2 separate regions of the Pan troglodytes genome follow, and region 2 is linked to region 1. The links are chromatin contacts, called in public Hi-C maps. All regions are on one chromosome and are shown on one strand. The core of a region is the stretch at or near the end of the contact, and the rest is flanking DNA. Distances in the headings are between cores, read along the strand shown.

Region 1 (5,081 bases), core at 1,537-4,036:
TGGACTGTAGGCAACTTTTGCACAGATTTAATTCCCTAGGTTTGCATAATTAGAGAAATTCTCAACTGTACCGACTTTGTAGTCAGAGAGCTGTGTCATGCCAGTATCCCAAATACCTGCCAAACGTAGCTAGCGCTCAGCAAACCTAGTTCAAAAGCTCGGGAAGGTTGGGGGGAATGGAACCAAAATGGCAATGAGGGGAAATAACAATGAACCTGACTAAACTCTTACCATAAACAGCTCCCACCTCTTAAAACCAATAAAGACAAACTGAGGTTTCATTCTTTCCTTTCTCTTAAGGTTTAAAGACTATATCGCCTTCTAGCTTACTTCTCTGCCCTTAACATCCATGCTGACCAAATAAGACACAAACAATCCAACTACTGTGTAGCCAGGTCAAAAACAAGCTCTGGCTAATTCACTTGGAAGACTACAATCACCACTTAGATTTGGCGAGAAAAAACTGGGTTAGAAAAAAAATGACTGGTGCTTAAACAAACAACAGACCGGGGAGAATGTCTTTTAGCCAGTTACCAACCACTCAGTGAGTTGCAACACAATCTTTTCCAAAATTTTCCAAAGCCTTCCAAATTCAGTTGAGCCGGGCAAGCTGAGTTAACGGGGCTCTATTTCAAATTCAAAAATCTGGCCCCGGCCCGAACAGTTAACCAACAAAACACAAGCTAATACACTTGAGATCACCTGAGAATACTGACCCAAGTTCGGACCACAGTCCAGTACAGTACACTACCCAGGCTAGAAGTCTAGGCTAAGGAGAGGCGTTCAAGTGATAGATAAACTCTACTCACAACGCAGAAAAGAGACAATAAGATCCACACTTAATCTAGCCTAAGAAAAGGTCTACAGTCGGCTTCCAACCCCCCCCAACTCCACCCATTTTTAATGAGACAATGACAATTCTTCATGGTGAACCACAGAGCCCTGCTTCCCTAACCTTGTACCGACTCTAACAGAACACTCCCCCAGCGCAGATTAAACTTTTAGAAAACGTTCAGTAACGAGAAACAAATTAAGACAGGAAAAATTTAACATCCCGTTCTGAATTTTCAAGGCCTGCGCCTCCATTCCCTACATATCTTTCATAATCTCTAGACTGTACAATGTATAAAATGAACACTGTTAGTCACATCAGGTGTCAGCTACTCAGCGCAGACTCAGTCTCCAGATTTGCTAGTTTCATTTATCGCCGGGGTGGAGGGTGGGTGTTAAAATTTTTTAAAAAGAGAAAGACCTGGGTGGGCGTAAACCAGGGCATCCTCTATATTCTCTTCGCTCTCCGTCATTTCTCTTTCAATTACACAGCTGTCAAACAGGTTATTCCTGGAATTCAGATTTTATAATCCCCACACTGTAATTCTTCCTGCTACTGTTGCCCAAACACACACTCCTCCCTGCTTCCCCAAAATACGTATCCATCAATAGAAAGGATGACAACCACAGTTATAAAATATTCCCAGGTCACGCCAAACTCCCCACACCTTGAGCAACTGGCAAGCACCGAGTGGAGGCTGAAACATGATGACAGTTTTCACGATGGCCAAAGCAGTGGTTTAGGATCGTCAGAGGCAAGGCCCGCCTCCACTGTATTTTAATTTACACACAAACTCAGAAGGCCAGATTTGGGGAAAAAAAGAAAAAATTCAGGTTGTCTTATTTTTAAAAAATGCTTTTCCATTTTATTGAAGTAAAGTGCATGCCTAAGAGTGTAGCTTATTTCCTTATCTCAAAGCCAGGAAATGAGGTCTTTTAAGGCCAGTCTGAATATAAACTCGGTGTGCAAAAACAGAGGGACGGCAAGGCGAAAGAAACCCCTCTCCCAACTTTGGCCAAGCGGCGTGGCCTCCAGTCAGCAGCATGTTTATCACCCTCTCCTCGTCCCCCAATAAGAAGTTTCCACATGCCACGGGAAACAAAGAAGGCGCCCACACCGACCTTATAGACTTGTCCATAGGTGCCATTTCCAACCACTTCCACCAGCTCAAAAATCCCAGCAGGATCCTGGAGAGGAAGGAGGGGAGGGGTTATCATTTAAAAGAAGCCAAAAAAATGAATAAATCAAGCAGGGCAGTTGGAGAGAAAAGGCGGTGACAAAAGAGGTGGGCTTCGCCCCGCGCGGTCCCCCAGCGCCCGGGGGTCGCGCGGCGGGCTGGGGGCGTGGGGGCGGAGGAGGGTAGCGCCCGCCCCGCACCAGCCCGCACAGGCAGACAAAGGGGCCGCCGCGCCCCGCGGCTCTGCCCACGGCGGCGCCCGAGCGCCCGGCCGACCTGGGCGCGGCCCCGGCTGCCGGCTGCCGGCTGCCCGCTCCCCGCGCGCCCGCTCGCGGGCCCACTCACCCGCAGGGAGGAGAGGTCGATGTCCACCAGACTTTTTGCAGGGGAGTCGTTCGCCATTTTCCCTTTTTGCCACCAAAAAACAAATAACAATAAATGTCTCTGTCGCTCTGTGTATCTCAGCCGCAGACCAGGCCGCCGACCGCGCTCCTCGCGCGGCTGCCGGGCCGGCCCGGTACTCTCCTCGCGGGGCCGCGGGCGGCGGCGGCGGGCTCGGCTGCGCTCTCGGGCCGCTCGGGGCTCTCGGCCGGCCGGGCCGCGCGGAGGGCGGACGGAGCGTGCACGGGCGGCGGCGCTCACACCATGGCGCGGGGCCGGCCGTCAGGCCCCCGGGCGTCGCCCGCCGCCTCAGGCCCCGGCGCCCGCGCCCCGCGCCGCGCGCCTCGAGGACGGGCCCGGAGCGTGGGGCCGCGGCGGCGCCGAGAGTTGAGCGAGTGAGCGCGAGGCAGCGAGACAAAGATAACCCGGGAGGCGGAGGCGGAGGCGGAGGCGGGGAGCGAGGTGGGGTGGGAGGGGGCGGCGGCGGCGCTGGAGGAGGAGAAACGGGACACCAAAAATATATTCTGAGAAGAGAGAAAACAGCTCCCCCTTTCCTCCTCAGGCAGGAAAAACCGGCGGAAACGCACTCACACCCCGAGCCCTGCCGGGTAGGGCGCGGGCCGAGGCGCCCGCGCGGCGTGAATATTCATCAGGGGTGGGGCTCGAACAATGGCCGCGCCGGCGGGCAGCGCGGGCAGGGGCCCCGACACGACGCTCGGCGCCCAGGGTGCGGCCTCCGCGCTCGACCCCGCACGGCGCTCCCGAAAACAGCACGAGCGGGGAGGAAGCGGGCTGGGATTTCCCCGGGGAGGAGCTGGGGTGGGGAAACGCCCCTACCTCGCGCTAACAACAAATGACACGAAACTGAGCTGGACCGACACTAAGAGGCCATGGACCCTCGCGTCTCCCAGGGCAAGGGTGTGTCCCGCCGGCCGCGTCCCGGCTCTAGAGGGACCCGAACCGGGTGTTGCCGAGCGGAGGAGGGGCCTCCCTCGATCCTCGCCCCCTCCTCGCCCCATTCGCCCCATCCCCCACTCTCCCACCCCCTAGAGAGGAGACCCTTAGGTCCCTCGTTTCCGGCTTCCCTGCACGGTTTTCTTTTCCTTTCTCTGCTTTTGCAGGCTAAATGTGTGGTACGGTTGTGGTTGTAGTTGTGGGATTCGCTGAGCATCGCTGGGCTGCCCGGCCATATCCAGAACAGCTCCTGTAATTGTCTGGCGCTGCGCTCCTGGCTGCGCTCGGTAGGTGAGCACTGTGTTTGGGGCCCTTAGTACCAACCCGCATTTTGTAACCTGGAGATCACTAAGGATCAACCAACAGGTTTCTTCCGGCAACCTCGGAAGCCAGTCGGTAGTTAGGCACTTTAATGCCAGTGAATCAACAGTCATTTATATCGCATTCCTCCACCGTCCAAAAACTTTCAGTGGTTCCCTGTTACCTGACAGGTGTTCTCAAAACGTGAGTGCTTCAGGCAAAGTGCCAACTGCCTGGCCCTGCCTCCCGAGTTCTCGTTTCAGGAGGTCTGCAATGGGCCTGAGAATGTGCATGTGTAAGTTCTCAGTGTAGCTAACGTCGCTGTTACAGGGACCACTCGTTGACAACAGTGGCCTCCGGCTATTCATGATTGGATTTTCATAAACATCACCATCATCATCTACCAATTCTTATGCACATACTGTGTCTCCCCCACACAAACGCGTTGTGCAGAGTGCTTTACACACAGCACTCTATTTACAGCCTTGAAGGAATGTTATCCTCCTTTTAGGTAAGGAAAGCAAAGTACTGAAAGATAAGGAGTATGTCCAAATTCCTTAAAAGCACAGCCTGGAAGTGGAGCAGGGATTTTCACCAGGTTAGCCTGTTCTCAAAATCCAGATCTCTGATTCAGCCAAGTTAGCTCTACCCAGAATGTGTATAGCACTATCCTGCTCCGAACAGTTTGGTTTCTGAAATTTTTGACTATGAGAATCCCTGGTAAGGGTAAAATATATTGAGGGGCTCCTGGTATCCATTTGTAAGGAAAATTATAGTAACCAAGTATTCCTATGAATGTATTGGTGCTTTTAGATAATTTTGGTTTTTGTCAGCAGCAATGTCATTATCTATGAGTGTAAATAAAATAATTTACTCAGAGAACTAGACAGAAACACATCTGAACTTTCAGGCTATCTTACTATTGATAACATTGTTTTTTGTTTGTTTGTTTGTTTTGAGACAGAATCTTGCTCTGTCACCCAAGCTGGAGTGCAGTGGAGTGCTCTCAGCTCACTGCAACCTCTGCCTCCTGGGTTCCAGCAATTCTCCTGCCTCAGCCTCCCCAGTAGCTGGGACTACAGGTGCCTGCCACCATGCCCAGCTAATTTTTTATTTTTAGTAGAGACAGGGTTTCACCATGTTGGCCAGGCTGGTCTCGAACTCCTGACCTCAGGTGATCTGCCCACCTCGGCTTCCCAAAGTGCTGGATTACAGGCATGAGCCACCATACCTGGCCTATTGCTAACATTTTAATAGTGTTTATTATTAATAATAGATGATACAACGTGCTAAGTCCTTCACATGTATTATCTCATTATTCTGCTCTTAATTCCAAATGACACTCCATTATTCCCACTTTATATGTTAGAAAACCAGCCCTTAAAAAAGTTAAGTAACTTGCTCACTATGCACAACTAGACCTGATGCAGAAACGCC
Region 2 (4,819 bases), core at 1,812-4,311, 160 kb after region 1:
TGACACTGGAACAACTGGTTATCCATAAGGTAAAAGAACAGAACTGGATCATTGCCTTACTCCATATACAACAATCAATTTCAGGTAGATTAAATGCTTAAATAACAAAGCTGACCTTTATAACTCTAAGAGAAAAATATAAAAGAATATTTTTATAATGCCAGCATAAAGAAAGTTTTCTTGGCTGGGTACTGTGGCTCACTCCTGTAATCTCAACACTTTGGGAGGCCAAGCCAGGGAGATTGCTTAAGGCTAGGAGTTCAAGACAAGCCTGGGCTACATAGCAAAAGCAATTTATCTCTACGAAAAATTTTTTAAATTGGCTAGGCATGGTGGCACATGCCTGTAGTCCCAGCTGCTCAGGAGGCTGAGGCAGGAGGATCACTTGAGCCCAGGAGTTGGAGCCTACAGCGAGCCGTGGTTGTGCCACTGCACTCCAGCCTGGGTGATAGAGTAAGACCTTGAAAAAGAAAGAAGGAAAGAAAGAAAGGAAGGAAAGAAGGAAAAGAAAGAAGAAAGGAAGGAAGGAAGGAAGGAAGGAAGGAAGGAAGGAAGGAAGGGAGGAAAGAAGGAAATTTTCTTAACACCCAAAGTGGTAACCAGAAAAGCAAATGACTGATACATTTGACAACATTAAAATTAAGACTGTTTCTTCCTCAAAAGATATCATAAAAAATGAAAAGGCAGGCCACAAACTAAAAGTCAATATTTTCAACATATGTAACCAACAAAGGGTTAGTAACAAGAATATATGAAGAGTTCTTACAAATTAATAAGAAAAAAGACAAACCCAATAGAAAAATAAACAGATGACCGGAACAGTCTCTTCACAGAAAAGGAGCTGAAAGTGGCCAATACTTATATGAAAAGATGATCAATATCATTAATAATCTGGCAAAGACAATTTAGGCCATAGCAAGACATCATTTTGTCCCCAGGAGCTTGGCAGGTGTGGGAGGGACTGTGAAACACCCAAGACACTTATACGCTTCTGGTAGAGGTAGAAACTGGTCAAGACTCTGGTGAGGGTATAAACTTGTAGAACCACTTTAAGAAATGATGGTAATAATACAAGGACCCAGAGATCCCACTAAGGTATTTTTACCACAGACAAATTATTATATATATATATATATATATATACCAGAAAAAAGTATAATAATGTTCATAACAGCTGTGTTTGTAGTAGCAAAAACTTGAAACAACTCAAATGTCCTGTAGCAATACAAGATGCAGTGTGTTTATCCAATAGAATAGTAAACAGCAGTGAAAAGAAACAATGAACCATAGTTACACTCACCAACACGAAATGAACCTCTTAAATATATGAAGTCAAGAGAGCATAGCTCCAGAAGAACATAAACAGCACAATGTTCTCTTCTGTTCATGGTTTAAACTCACTCAAAACTGAGCACTGTCATTCAGAATTACATATATTATGATAAACTATAAAGAAAGGCCAGGCACGGTGGCTCACATCCGTAATCCCAGCACTCTGGGAGGCCGAGGCTGAGGCAGATGGATCGCTTGAGCCCAGGAATTCAAGACCAGCCTAGGAAACGTGGTGAAACCCTGTGTCTACACGAAATACAAAAATTAGCCGGGTATGCTGGCACACTCCTGTAGTCCCAGCTGCTGGGGAGGCTGAGGTGGGAGGACTGCCTGAGCCTGGGAGGTCGAGGGTGCAGTGGGCAGAGCTTGTGCCACTGCACTCCAGCCTGGGCGACAGAGTGAGATCCTGTCTCAAAAATAAATAAATAAAAATAAATAAATAAATAAATACAAAGAAATATAAAGAATAAGCACTCCACTCATGGAGGCAGTTACCTTCTATGTGGGGTCGGGGGATGCAATTCAGAAGGAGGCACAGAGACTTCAAAAGCATTGGCGACGTTCTACTTCTGCTGGGTAATGGACGGCACTTTCACTGGGTAATGGACAGCACTTCCGCTGGGTAATGGACGGCACTTCTGCTGGGTAATGGATGCACAGGCGTTGGCTGTATTATGGTGATGACAATGTGTATATCACATATAATATTTTTTATCAAAAATTTCATGTTTAAAATAAAATTATATGGCAGAAAGAAAAATACACTAAGATATCATTTATGTAAATCTATAAAGCACAGAAAACAAGAGTGTATTTTGTTTCTGGAAACATACACATATAGAAAAAGTAGAACAGCCACATAAGGATACACACGAATAGAATCAATTTTGGGCATTTTTGGAGAAGAATGATGTTGGTATGTGTGTGACAAGGAGATTCCAACTGTGGTCTGTAACTTTCTCTTTAAAACATTAAAAAACTCAAGGTAAGATAGCAAAGTATTGATACTTGTTAACTCTGAGTGTTGGGTACATAGGTGTTAGGAATAGGGTCTCTAGACTTAGGGCGTGCGTGCATGCACACACACACATACACACACAAACACACATACACACACACACTCTCTCTCTCTCTACAGGACACCCGGTTAAATTGGATTTCAGATAAAAACCAACAACTTTTTAGTATAAATAATTTTTAATAAAAATATGCCCCATTGGGACAGCCTATGATTTATCTGACACCCCTACTTATATTGATCTCTACATCTGAAATATAGGGAAAATACGTTTGTCCTGTTTATGTACATTATGAAAAACTTAGCCAGCAATTATGTGTTTAGTGTGCACAAAATGGGGGGCAGGGGGATTACAGAGGGTCCTGCCCCTCTGCCATGGAATCAGTGCACCAGACTCATCCCACCGGCTCCCCGGACCTTCAAGGATTTCTGACCAGATCCGTTTGCTCAGATTATTTAACTCCAAAAACCAATATACCCATCATTTAAACACAGTAATTACCATTTGCTATGTGCTGAACACTTGACATGCATTATCTCATTAAACAATTCCACAGCAGCTCTGTCCTGGTACTATTTTTCCTAGTTTTCTTATAATTTCTGGTACTTCCCCAAGGCCCAGAAATTTGCCGGTGTCACACAGTGAGTCAGGGGTTCCAAAGCCATTGTTCTTTCCACCTGCCCTCCTACCCCCCTAACACGTAGGCAGCAATCTTTCCCAATCCTTCATGGTCCCTCCCCTCCTGGGCTTCCCTATCCCTTTCACGTCTGGCTCCTCTTGCAGCAAGAGGCATTAACTAACCTTGTGTTTTTATCTCTCTAGATACAGATGACCCTCCTACTTAGACTGCATACTTCTTTCCATATCACTGCCCAGCCCAGCTCCAAATTTCTGCCAAACTAGTGCCTCGTGGGGAGAAGGCACTCAGGACGTATTTGCCAGTTGGCGGGTCAGCATTTTCTCTAAGGGCATTCTGGAAAGCAGCCGTGGACTTGGCCACTTCCAGCAGTTCTACTTTAAACACAAAGTTCCTTGGCTTCCAATTGCTACATTAAAGTGCTCCAGTTCCTCTGGTCAGCAGAGAACATCCTTGGGGTCTCGCAGCCCCTACAGACATCATCCAGGCAGCCCAGAGACAATGTTCTTGTGAGCTTCTGTGTGTAAACAGCCAAGTCCGTGCCTACTGCTTCGTTTTAAAATGCCCCAAACACAAACCCTTTTTGTCATTCAGAAGAGCATGGAAAAGCCCCTTCTGCCCCACGGAATAACAAAAGACCAGTTGGCTTCCTTTCAAATATGCTAATTACCCAGCTTCCAAGTTTCAGCTCAAGGCCCATTTTCATGCCTGACTTAAAAATAAAGCCCTGACAATATGATCTTGAATGGAAATGCTGACCACACTAGCTGATGAGAACAAGCAGCTATTCCAGGAAAGAAAACAATGGAGGCAGGCAGCGCGCGCAGATTCCCCCCGGCCTATGTGGGACTGTTTGTTTCCAGGCGACCGGCCGGCCCTGCAGCTGGCTCCAGGCTCCAGAACCCAGACCCATGCCTGACTTCTTTACTAGAAGTTTGAGGAAATGTGATCCTATCTTTCGGTTCTCTCTGGATAAAAGTGGAACTAGCTTTCTTTTGTTTTTGCTTTTGTTTTTTTCCAGTTCTGTCGTAGGGAAAGTTTGGACTCCCATACTTAGGGGGCAACTCCTAAGACATAGAAACCCCAGACATCTGAAACCCCAGATAATGGATGTGCACACACGGACTTGGGGACAGGTTGTGTACAGCAATTTGGAGTCTAGGTAGCATTTAAAACTATAGCCACAGCCGGGCCGGTGGCTCACGCCTGGAATCCTAGCACTTTGGGAGAGTTGAGGTGGGCAGATCGCCTGAGGTCAGGAGTTCGAGACCAGCCTGGCCAACATGGCGAAACCCCATCTCTACTAAAAACATAAAAATTAGCTGAGTGTGGTGGCGGGTACCTGTAATCCCAGCTACTCGGGAGGCTGAGGCATGAGAATCTTTTGAATCCGGGAGGTGGAGGTTACAGTGAGCTGAGATTGTGCCACTACACCTCAGCATGGACAGAGTGAGACTCGTCTCCAAACAAACAAACAAACAAACAAAAAAACTATAGCCATAAATAAATAGGCCTTCCAGACCACCTGAAACAAGTCTCAACCAAAATGACTAGAAGGATCTTACTAAGATCACTTTTCTGGAGTGATGCAGAGAGCTGACATTATAACCCAAATGATTTGGAACCCAACCCAAAGTTTAACAGCTCTGTCTGGATAACAGCCTCGTGTTTTATGTCAATGGAGGAAACACCTCCAATTCTAACCAAAACAAGTGAGAAGCTGATCTGTGTTATGTATCATCTCCTTTCATTTAAATTCCTCAGTGGGGCTGATATTATTGTTCCCATTTCACAGATGAGGATTCTGAGCCCCAGAGAAGTTACGTTAGTT

Evidence for each region. Hi-C and Micro-C count contacts between places; a contact is called where the count stands out from the background.
Region 2: a Hi-C map of stem cell-derived neural progenitor cells shows a contact between it and region 1, with 4 times the contacts expected there. The contact joins the enhancer-like site here to the promoter of MAP4K4 in region 1. A contact is called at or near these places in 1 of 7 Hi-C or Micro-C datasets (stem cell-derived neural progenitor cells) and 1 of 1 datasets of contacts at active chromatin or transcription factors (stem cell-derived excitatory neurons).

What each region holds. Positions count from the first base shown.
Region 1 is chr12:21,238,824-21,243,904 of NHGRI_mPanTro3-v2.0_pri, forward strand. It overlaps MAP4K4 (mitogen-activated protein kinase kinase kinase kinase 4), which reads right to left and starts at 2,787. Exons shown (of 29, transcript XM_054678099.2): 1 at 2,355-2,787; 2 at 1,954-2,019. The coding sequence starts at 2,411.
Region 2 is chr12:21,400,955-21,405,773 of NHGRI_mPanTro3-v2.0_pri, forward strand. No RefSeq gene overlaps it. Among named protein-coding and RNA genes, the nearest start is that of RFX8, 59 kb to the right of the region's middle. Within about 2 kb of position 3,062, at least 17 of the 24 cell types and tissues checked have an H3K27ac peak or open chromatin away from gene starts, as enhancers often do. A contact at or near this core is called in stem cell-derived neural progenitor cells, where this site is marked.